3 separate regions of the Anas platyrhynchos genome follow, and all the other regions are linked to region 2. A link is a contact called in public Hi-C data. All regions are on one chromosome and are shown on one strand. Each heading gives the region's core, a stretch centred on a gene start, on an enhancer-like site or on the middle of the called end of the contact. The rest is flanking DNA. Distances are from core to core; before and after follow the strand shown.

What was found. Hi-C and Micro-C count contacts between places; a contact is called where the count stands out from the background.
Region 1: a contact with region 2 is called in a Hi-C map of skeletal muscle, with 2.7 times the contacts expected there. The contact joins two enhancer-like sites. A contact is called at or near these places in 2 of 8 Hi-C or Micro-C datasets (skeletal muscle and subcutaneous adipose tissue).
Region 3: a contact with region 2 is called in a Hi-C map of subcutaneous adipose tissue, with 1.7 times the contacts expected there. The contact joins two enhancer-like sites. A contact is called at or near these places in 2 of 8 Hi-C or Micro-C datasets (liver and subcutaneous adipose tissue).

Annotation. Positions count from the first base shown.
Region 1 is chr16:9,713,583-9,716,873 of IASCAAS_PekinDuck_T2T, reverse strand. No RefSeq gene overlaps it. Among named protein-coding and RNA genes, the nearest start is that of SERPIND1, 33 kb to the right of the region's middle. Within about 2 kb of position 1,978, at least 3 of the 8 cell types and tissues checked have an H3K27ac peak or open chromatin away from gene starts, as enhancers often do.
Region 2 is chr16:9,924,200-9,927,952 of IASCAAS_PekinDuck_T2T, reverse strand. No RefSeq gene overlaps it. Among named protein-coding and RNA genes, the nearest start is that of UBE2L3, 11 kb to the left of the region's middle. Within about 2 kb of position 2,087, at least 2 of the 8 cell types and tissues checked have an H3K27ac peak or open chromatin away from gene starts, as enhancers often do.
Region 3 is chr16:9,742,574-9,746,242 of IASCAAS_PekinDuck_T2T, reverse strand. No RefSeq gene overlaps it. Among named protein-coding and RNA genes, the nearest start is that of SERPIND1, 63 kb to the right of the region's middle. Within about 2 kb of position 1,867, at least 1 of the 8 cell types and tissues checked has an H3K27ac peak or open chromatin away from gene starts, as enhancers often do.

The DNA of each region.
Region 1 (3,291 bases), core at 729-3,228, 210 kb after region 2:
GGTGCCTGCCGTGACAGATATGTCACCACTAAAGGTCACGGCAAGGTTTTCCCCGCCAGTGTTCCTCACCTTACAGGAAAGGCAGATTTGTTTCTCTATTCAATTGTTTGGTTCGTGTGTCCCAGGTACTATCGCTTGTTTCACAGTGCCCTCTACTGCCCAGCCCACACGGCTGTGAGGCTATAGGTAATGTGCCGAGAAATCAGTAGGATCTTTGTGGGGACAGACAGCACTCAGCACCACACAGCTTCGTGTCAGCTCAGAGGCCCCGTGCTAGTGCTGAGATCTGAGTTCAGCATCTGGTCCCTGCCAGAGCTCTAAGTGCGGCGGGCTCAGAAAGCACTGCCACATGCCAGGGATGCACAGCTGATTGATTTTCAGGTCTGTGTTCAGCTTCTGGAGGAACTGTATTTCAGCTCACAACCCACACCTCCCAAAGCCCTTGCCCTGTTCTGATTGCTCCTATCTGCGATAGAACAGACAGCAGACACCCCTTGTACTAGCACTGCTGAGACCCCTCCTTTGCAGCCACAGCTGGCAGCTTTACTCTTCACTGCTACTCAGCCCATGTCATCTGAGTAAAGAGTAACTCCCATCTGCCAGGGAAAACAGGAAAGCTGACTTTCATCCTGACCTGGCACAAAACCTGGAACCAGGATTCCTTTTGGTCGTGGGGGTCCTCTGGAAACTTCACTGGAAGTTTCTGTCTAGGTGGTAAGAGATCAGATATTCCAGGTTTCTACTGGCATACCACCTCTACTGCTTGGCAAAGCTGTTTAGTCAGTCAGGTATCCTAATAGCTCCAAGAATCCCCACCCTTACCAATAATTTTTCTGCCCTGTGTATGGGGAGCAACATGTCCAAGCTGGTACAGGCAGCCAGGCCTGACACTAAGATTAGTTTCTGACCCTCAGTGCCAGAATATAAAGCATTCAGAATAAAGATGTTCCTGCAAATCTGTTACTTACCTAAGTTATCAAAGTTCTTTCAAGCCCCACACCCATAGGTCACTCTGTTAGATCGCTCACTCGTGCACACTTGGCTACCACACATGCACTGCACTGCGCGAGGAACAGCCCTGCAATACGTACAGGATTCACTGTGCAAGTCAGGTGTTGTGAAGCAGTTAAATCTGTGTGCCTAAGAGTAATGCAATGCTCTCTGTAAAGGAAAAGAGTTCACATGTGGGCATGCGAAAACACACAGTTTTCAGCAACAAGCATCTTAAAAAGCTTGGGTGTAATAATTGTAAGCAAGTCTCACACAGAGAAAGGGAACTTCATGATACCAATACAGGATTTTGTCTCTTCTGTTATCCAGAGACAGATTTCTGAGGCATCACTCTGATACCACGACAAGGATGAAATTCCTCAGAGAGCTATAGACTCACCCTTCTCATGTCAGGATCATGGTTACCACCCCATGCATCCACTCCTAAGCAGTACATGCAACTGGGACTGTCTCCTAGATTTGCTAAGTTTAGACATTTTTACCCCATGGCAAAAGCACAATTTGGCCAGGCTTGCCATGGCAATGATGAGACAACTTGCTTAAGAACAGAAGAGGGTGCATCCCTCGATGTTCACCTGTCACCAGTGAGGGATTTTTCATTCACAAAGGGGTACGAAAGGTGGTCAGAGTGTATAACAGAAGGTATGGGCACTTATACCCAGATTCCCAATTCCCTTTTGGTTCCCTGGCTTCCCTTGGGAAGAGATACCTGAACGCAGTCAGGTAGGTAACTCTCCTTCAGAGAGCTGCCAGCCGTCGTTGCCATGCACACTGCCAGCATGCATGACTACTGAGATTACTTCTCTGTGTCACTGTGTCATCCTCCTTGTGCTCTGCAACAGCCCTGTTCTGCTCCTTCCTGCCAGGGACGTACAGCCAGGAAGACAACAAGCAAACACAGCTACACAGTGTTCATAAACCTTAACACGAGCGTGTTCTCACTTTGCTGCTTCTGTAACAAGTACCAAGGATAACCACAGCAGCACTGACCTTGAGTTGATATGTTAGAATAACAAGACTAACAGAAACACTACCACTGATACTGCATGAAAAACAAAACAAAACAAAACAAAACAAAAAAGCACAAAAGCATCACCTAGAACTACAAAGCTCTAGCAATAAGGCTGCTGCAGTTGCAGTAGCCCATCAGAAACAGTCCCTTTGGGGAGGTCATGTTATTTAATAAACCAGTTGATGCCAGTACTGCATATATCACAGCTCATCTGCTTTTGCCAGCTAAGTAGCTTACCTAATAAATATACTTTGTCATGTTACAAATTTTGCTTCTTTACTATTGCAAACCCCATGACCACCCAAATGCAGAACTATGACAAAAGCAGACACAAAAACAAACAAATAAACCAGACACAACAAATGAGCCCACCACTGACACGGGGTAGGTAACAGCTTGGGGTAGGTCTCCTTCCCACAAGGCTCGGAAACTAACGCAGCACCCCCAAACTTGATTTCAATCTGCTTTCACTAACAAGGTTGGCAGAGAGCCTTTATCTAGAAACAATCCCACGTTTTTTCCTTGAGCATGCCACATGCTGCCCAACCTATTTTAGTCCTGGTACATGACAAGCAGAAATGCCGCGTTGTAACACTGGGCAGCACAGGGTGATCTTTTTCATAAGGTCAGACAGTTATTAATCATGCCTTTAAATTGTATCTGCATCCAAGACAAATCATTTTACTTACTGTTCTTTTTCCACAGTGTTCATTTGGAACCAAAGGGAACCAATGGGCATATTTAAGGTAAAAAGGAAAAACAGTGTTAACTAAACTGCTTTGTCAGCAACAAACCTTCATTCCCTTCCCACCCTCTCTCCTCCCAGCCCATCCCACAGAGGAATCTAGCTTCTCTTCCCATGTTTGACCATTCCATTGGCTCCTCCACTGAGTTGTTCCCGTTCTCTGCCCACATCAGCGCCAGCGCAATGCAGCATGTGCTAGATGTCCGCAGGGGGTCCCACGACCCTGAGCACCAGCCAGAACATCACAGACACATCGCACTAATGGAGCTGGATTGCTGTGCTTCAGTCTCTAACGCACATAATGAGATTAGCATTTGAATAGTGCTGATCAAGTTACCAGTAGCATTGAACCTGGGGTCCATCAGATGCAAATGAGCCACTATAAATTTTGCTCCTTTCTTAAGGGCTCTTTATATTCACAGCCAATGCAGAAAGAACTGCAGTAGGTATGGACAGGGAAATCTGTCTCTCACTGTGACCTGGATTTCTGACAGTGGAGAAGTGACGGGAGCATCGTTGCTGA
Region 2 (3,753 bases), core at 838-3,337:
TAAGTTTAGGAATACTCCATTACAGAAATGTAATTGTACTTAAAAGCACGTATTTTTTTAAAGATATGAAATATTACAAAGAAAAGTCTAAATTGAATATAATGGAATGGAGAAGATTGCAAGACTCAAGGCACTTAAAGGAAAAGTTAAGAAGCTCTTTTACATCAAATAAATTGCAGAGAGATTGTTTCCAACCCTTAAAATACTTTAATACTTCTTCCCATATCCTGTCACTCTAAATTACGTCACTTTCATGGTGACCAAAAAATCTTTAAATATCACTGTCATATGGGGAGAAAAAAGGGCAAAGAAACAATCTTTTACCACAGTAACTGTTAGTAAAGATAGATATGAACTCAAGCACCATAGAAAGGGCCGAGGGAGCTATCAGAAGGCTGTCTCTCTAGTTGTATAGCTACAAGTTTGGGAAAAAAACAGAAAAATGAATAATCCAGTGGTCTAGAACAAGCACGGGTTCTGAAGATTGGGCCTGATGAAGTCAGGGGTGCAGGACAAGATCAGGACAGTTTGGGGATGGATTCTGTCTCATTTGTGGGGAAGCCATGGGGGTAGCAGGAGGCAGCGTGTCTGACGGCTCCTGCTGGGAAGGAAGGAGGACGTTGTACGGCTGCTGAAAGCCTGGATCAGCCGTATCCTTACAGATCCCCAGCCACAGGTCAGGTTAGCTCTCAGCTTGCAGCAGCCAGCAGGAAAGTGAGCCGGGCACTAGTGCTGAGTAGCAGCTCCAAACTGGGCTGCCTGCCATCGCTGGGGGCACAGCCTGGCTCCTCAGATGGAGCTCACACCGAGCGGTGCTGAGCCAGGCTGAAGCAGAAAGCAATGCAGCAATAGGTGGAGCACTGGGTTTTCCTGGGGCGTCACGAATACCACTAGGTACAGCTGTCCGAGATATCACCACCTGCATGTGAGCTGCAAGTTCACTGAAATATTAGGCAGCTGAAGGACAAAGGTGGTGTGTGTGTATCGTTTGGCTGTGGACTTTGAAGGTGCTGAAAGGATGACTGGCAGGTCTTATGCCCTAGGAGGTGTTGTTTTAATTAAAATAACTGAAATTTCCATGAGATGCACAAAGACAGACTACTCAAAAGGACTCAAGATACTATAAAAACAACTGCACATTCACAGGGAGATGGCATTAGATGACTGATTATTATTTTAATGTCCAATTTCTATGTTTAAGTAGGGCCATGAATGCCTAATTTAATATTAAAGATATTTTCATTCACATTCAGGGCTTAATTTGAAGCGCTATTGAGGGGTAACATTTAAATGAACCACCCTCCAGAAGGTGAACACAAATTTTAATAAATCAGCTTTGAAAGAAGGCGTCATCTCTCAGCAACCATGTTTTCCAACAAAAAAAATAAAAATCAGAGGTAATGGTCCAGACTTCTAAGTCAAGCCTTTGCCTACACCTGTGCCCTCAAAACTAGATTGCTTTGCTGCCCAGGCTGTGAGCTTCTGAGCATGGGCTCAGGCATGGGTGAAATTCAGCCCTTCAGGCACACAGGTATGCAACATGACTGGTGGATGAGTGGCAGACACTCACACAAGTCCATAGGGTGGTTCACATGTCAGTCCTGTAAAATGCAGCCAAAAGCATAATGCATCACTCCAAAAGTATTTCCTCTAAGAAATACTTTTTTTTTTTTTTTTTTTTAAGAGCAAAGCTGACCCAGGCTGTACACAGTCACCCTTCACAAGAAATGCTTACAACGTTCTTAGATTCTCAGCTCAGTTACTTCTGCACACATCTGATGGAACAGATCCTGTGGAACAATGCCATGAGGCCAAGTCTAGTTTTATTAGATTTCGCTATTTAAAAAAAACAAACAAAAAAACAACACCCTAATATTATTTTAAGCAATGAAAAGCAGGAGCGGCATCCACTTTAAGGGGATATATTTTGCTATGACTTTTACCCCTGACCTTTTCCTGCACAGCATGTTTCATCCTCATGGCCCGAGCACAACTGGTGCTAGCGACTCAAGCTGTCACATCCACGTAAAAGGAGGAAGCAAAGCTGGCATTATGCAACTCGCTGCTTATTCACAGAGTGAATGTGAGTAAAGACAAATCCATGAAGTATGTGGCAGCCTCAAGGACTGCATCCTTCAGAGCACATTAGTTGTCTGGTTCCCCTCCACATGACCAAAAGCATGCTGTTAGTGTTCAGAAAGCTCCAGCACAATATGGTTTATAACAACTCATCTATGAAAAATGGGGACCAAAAAGCTGTCTTTTTTTAAAAAAAAATAAAATAATGTTATCCATCCCATAAGAAGAACATTCTTAAAGGCTTGAAAAATCAAGTCATAAAGTAGGAAGACTGAATTTTAAATTAAACTTATACATTACTTATCATCTCTAAAAAGGCAGGCAGATGATAAGAAGTATGGCAAATGCAGAAATCCGTATTTTTAGCAACATTTCTTTACATATTGTATTGCAAAATAGCCTTCCAAATTCTAATAGAAATCACCATGACTTACTTTACTCTAGTAAAGAAAAATAGAGTCTAGAGAAAACACTGCTTCCATGGCTTATAGCTTTTAGAAATTACCTGCCAAGTGTGTAATTTTAAAGTGATTGTCTTCCATTAGAGCTACAATAAACAGCATGGTAGAAAATTCAATCTGATTAGCTTTTCTAATGAGCTGCAGGAGGTTGCGGAGGCCAGAGCAGAAGAATCTTAAACATTTCATCACTGATTACAAACCTGCCTCTGAATTAATCAGATAATGAAGTGCATGGATTTAAGGAACCTAATGCTGATCAACAAATTATCAGTGATCCTTGCAGATTTTTGGCAGGCTAAACTCTTTTTTTCCCCTAAGATTTCCTAAATCACCAAGGTTACAAAAATCATGTACTATGTATGTAGCTTTCTCTGCAGTGACCAGCAGATGCAAACTTTATAATTTACAGAGCTATTTAATTTACTCACAACCTGTTCAATTTCCTTTCGGTCTCCAGGAGGGCTGTTGGTATCACAGGTGAAATTTAATTGAGACAGCAGCAATTAAGAAGATAAGATAAATCCAAACCTCTTTTAAGTACAGTTTCACTGGAAAAAAGGAAGCTCTTACTCTGTAAATGAGAGCAGAAAGGGTTTCAGGTATTGCTAGTGCACATTGTGCAAATCCAGATTTCTAAACAGAAACTAGCCCTGTCAGTAGAACTACTTACCACAGTGAGCATTCAAACTATGCTCGGGCTGACCTGCTGTTGTCTGTGCTGCTGCTGCATTCCTCTCCAGCCAATTCTTTCCCTTCTGTTTTGCTGGAGTTTAATCGTGCGCTTCCATTTTGCAACAGAAAAACTGGCTGTAGGACCCCAAAGCAGTTGTATCTACTGAGGCAAAAGAACACAACAAATCAGTGCCACTGGTACTCAGTATTTAAATTTCAGCAACCCCAGTGCTCTCTGTAAGCACGTGTAACACCTCATGGTTCGTACTTCTTGTGAGACCTTGAGCTAGGTCTGAGGCACAGGGAGAAACAGATTCACTTGCTGTTTCTTCTGAGTTGTGGAATACTTTGCTCTTGGGATTTATTTTCATTTTCTGCTTAGTCACCAACTTAATACTTAATGAAAGATCAAAGCCATCACCGTTAAAATCTAATATACTGCTCTTGGCTACTGCCAAAATCAGGGTATGGACTAGATAGACCCTTGCTCTGATCCACTATGGCAGGTCTTATGTTCTTATTATGACTTAAAATTTACTTT
Region 3 (3,669 bases), core at 618-3,117, 180 kb after region 2:
CTGGTTCACCTAACCCATCTGCAGCCCTGGGAAAGAACCCCATTGCCAAAAATGGCTGAAACCTTATCCTTATAGCCTACAGGGGTTCAGATAATTATATCTGACATGAAAACTTGTAGCACATACAAAAAAAAAAAATGGAGGGGGAAGAAAAGGTCAACTGTATAAAGATGCAATCACTGTAGAAGGGGCCAAGTTACAGCATGGTGAGCTGTTTAAACAGCCAAGATAAATAAGACACAATTAGGGTTACATTGGCTCACCCTTTTGAGATCCCATATGTGGGCGTATGAACCTTAGAAAAAAGGGGCCAAGTTATCAAGACTTGCTGCTTATTTAACTTGGCCCATTCCGAGGCTCTGCTTGTACTAACTTCATCCCATCTTTGCAGCAAACATCCCATTTCCAATATTTTTGTACTTGTTAAGTGCTTTGTGATCACATATCTCTTCTTTTTATTGTTTTCATTAGAAAGAGAAAAGTGCTGAGAAAGGGAAGAGAATCTGAACTCAGGGCTTCCTACACCAAAGTCAGCAAACCTTATCCCTTTGTGCCACTCAGCCTACGGTCTTTGGTCAAAAATGAAAGCACAAGAATTTCCAGCATGTTTAATTACCAACCACAGGGAGCCTGGTACAGCCCCGCAGGGGGAATAACAGCATTCTGAAACTGGCAAAGGAAAACTGACTGAAAACATTCTGTGGAAGGGCCACGGAGTTGAAGCCCACTTCTGGAAGGATGCAGAATTTCATGGGAATGGGATGTTGGCACTTAAAGCCTGGCTCCTGCAGAGCTGCCCAGCCCCGTGCCTTGAGATCAGCATTCCCCAGCCTCTGCAGATATTCAGAGCTGTATTTTTACATAGTTACCACACTGAAAGGTGCTTGTAGGCAGCAGTAAGGTTAATACAGAACACTTACAGCTGTGCCCAGTTCAAGGCACTGTAAAAACAGTCAAGCTCTGGTTACGTATTTATGTAGTTGTTAACATCATGGTATCTGAGATCCTTCTTGCTATTTCACCAACACCACACCTCTGGCAAAAGGCAGGAGGATGACTCCATCTCTTACTTTCACCCCTGTGCCACTCCACGGAGGCATAGGAACCATGTCTGGAAACCTTTGAAGTGTCCTCATTAACATGTGAAACAGCACCCAGTTACCTGATGGTGGGAGCACCCTGGTGACAACCGTCTGGGGCACAGATCACAGGGCAGGAGGGCGACCACGGCAATATAATGTAAATACGGAGCTGTGTCCTAGCTGCAGGGGAAAAGAGGGAAGAATCAGTGGTGCAAATCTTTCGCTTAGGGTATCAGATTTGACAAGTCTGTTACAGCCCTGCACCGAGCAGCGGGATGAGATTGCCTTACTACAGGCACACCGCAAGTCTGCCAAGAGCAGCCCCACAAGGGCTGCAGCAACGTGCTGCTGTGGAGCCCTGGAGGGTGAGCAGTATTGCAGGTGTTCTCCTTTTGGTAAGAAAATTGCATGTTGCCTTTCAGCGAGGTTCGCTGATGTAGAAAGATGGCTGTTTTATGGAAGAGCGAATCTGCCTCTCTCTAGAATTCCCTGTCCCCTTAACTCCGCTCGGTGGTCTTGCTCCTTCACCAGGTCTGTGCCTCCGCACCCCATTTCAAGCAGCTGCCCCCCAGTGCACTCTAGGGGGCACCAGAGGCCTCCCAGTGCACCCTACAGGCTCCAAGGGCTTCCCCTGTAATTTAGTGTCCCCGTGGAGACCTCACAGTGCCCCGAAGAAACTCTCCAAGGCTCTGTAGAGGCCGCCCAGGCTCCGCAGTGCCTCTGGTAACCCCTGCAGGCTTCCCAGGAGCCCCAGTGCACTCTAGAGAGCACTGGAGGGCTCCCAGTGCAACCTAGAGTCTTCCAGGGCCTCCTGGTGGAGTTTAGCAGAACCTGAAAGTCTCCCAGTGCCCCCAGGTGTACTCCAGTGCCACCTGGAGACCTCAAAGAGCTCTCAGTGTGCTCGAGGGCACACGAGGGCTCCCAGAGCACTCAAGCACCAGCTGGATGCCTCACCGGGCTCTCCACTGCCCTCTAGGGTGCCGTAAATGCCTCCCAGTTCACACTAGAGGCCGCCAGTCGCCCTCCGCTCCACCCTAGATCCTCTGCAGGGCCACCCAGCGCACTCTCGGATGCCCTAGGAGCCTCCACCTGCAGCCGAGACCTCCCAGCGCTCCCCAGTGCACTCTAGGGCACACTCCAGGACTCCCAGGGCCCAGCCGTGTGGTCTAACACCAGCTGGAGGCCTTGCAAGGCTCTGCAGTGTCCTCCAGAGCGTCCTAAAGGCCTTCCAGCGCTCACTGCATGCCTCCCACGAATCTCCGATCTGACCTAAAGACTGTGTGTGTCTATGAGGGCCTCCAGCCCGCTCCAGCACCCCCAAAAGACTCAAAATGGCCCCTAGTGTAGTCTAGCATCCACTAGAGGCCTCCCAGTGCAGCCTACAAGCATCCTGAGATCTTGCAGTGCACTCTAGTGTCCCCTGGATGCCTCGCAGGGCCTGCCAGTGCCCTCTAATACTTCCAAACTCCTCTCAGCACGACCCAGATTGCTATGGCATACTGTACAGACAAACCAGGGACTCCCAGCGTACTTTAGCGATACCTAGGGGTGCCCAGTGTACCCTAGAGATGCTCAAGAAACCCCAGCGTAGTGTGGAAAACACTGAAATGAGCCTAAGCTGTGCTGCAATACTACTCGCAACAGCACTCTGTGCTTTCATTCTCTCCAAACCCTGACCCTAACGGTAAGAATTACCCTAAACCAACATGCGCCTCACCAAAGTCTCCCATGAAATAGTGCTCACGACAGAAGCCTGTCAGTAGACCTCAACTTCTGAAGATGATGAGATTCTACATGCTTACATGGGGAGAACCTGAATTTATCAGTTACTAGTGACATATGGATGACGACAAGTCAGCTCCTGCAAACCAGCAATAAAAATTAACTTCTGCAAAATCCAGAGCAGCCAAGAAGACTGGATGCCAATGCAGGATGACGCATTTGGAGACACCCTGTTTTGACCAGTAATGAAACAAACGGAAAAACAAACAAACAAACAAACAAACAAAACCAACCTGATTTTCAAGAAGAGCTGAAAACAAGCTTAGGAAGGCAATTCCTGTTCCGATCAGTTTTACAAACCTATGACCTGTAAGACTCCAGCAGTGACACTAAAAGACAACGATCAGAGCAACTTCTCACCAGATTTCAGTGCCCTGAGGTACTGACAGATGCACAGCCACCTCCCAGGAACAATTAGCCCTATTCATTGGTGTCACACGGAGCACATTAGGGTTTGTGAAGGAAGTAAATGCCCACACGGCTTGTGGTTCCCCACATCTCTAAAAGCAAGTCACCCAACATCAAGCAGTAACTCTACTGCTCTTGTCCCGAGCTTTGCCCAGGGCTCAGTCTGCACTAGAAAGCTTGGCTACTTTGCTAGAGCAAGGCACCTACAAGCTTCCCCAGCCAGGCAGACCTTGTCTTTAAATGCATTCTGTGCAGATTTTCTTATGCTTGTAGGGTAAAACAGGACGGTCACCTCTGGCAGCACTGCCCAGAGGCGCTGATACGCAGAGGCATATTATGCTTTTTCCCTACTTTGCAACACCATGCTGCCCCTCCCCTTGCCTTTTCAGCCAGAGCC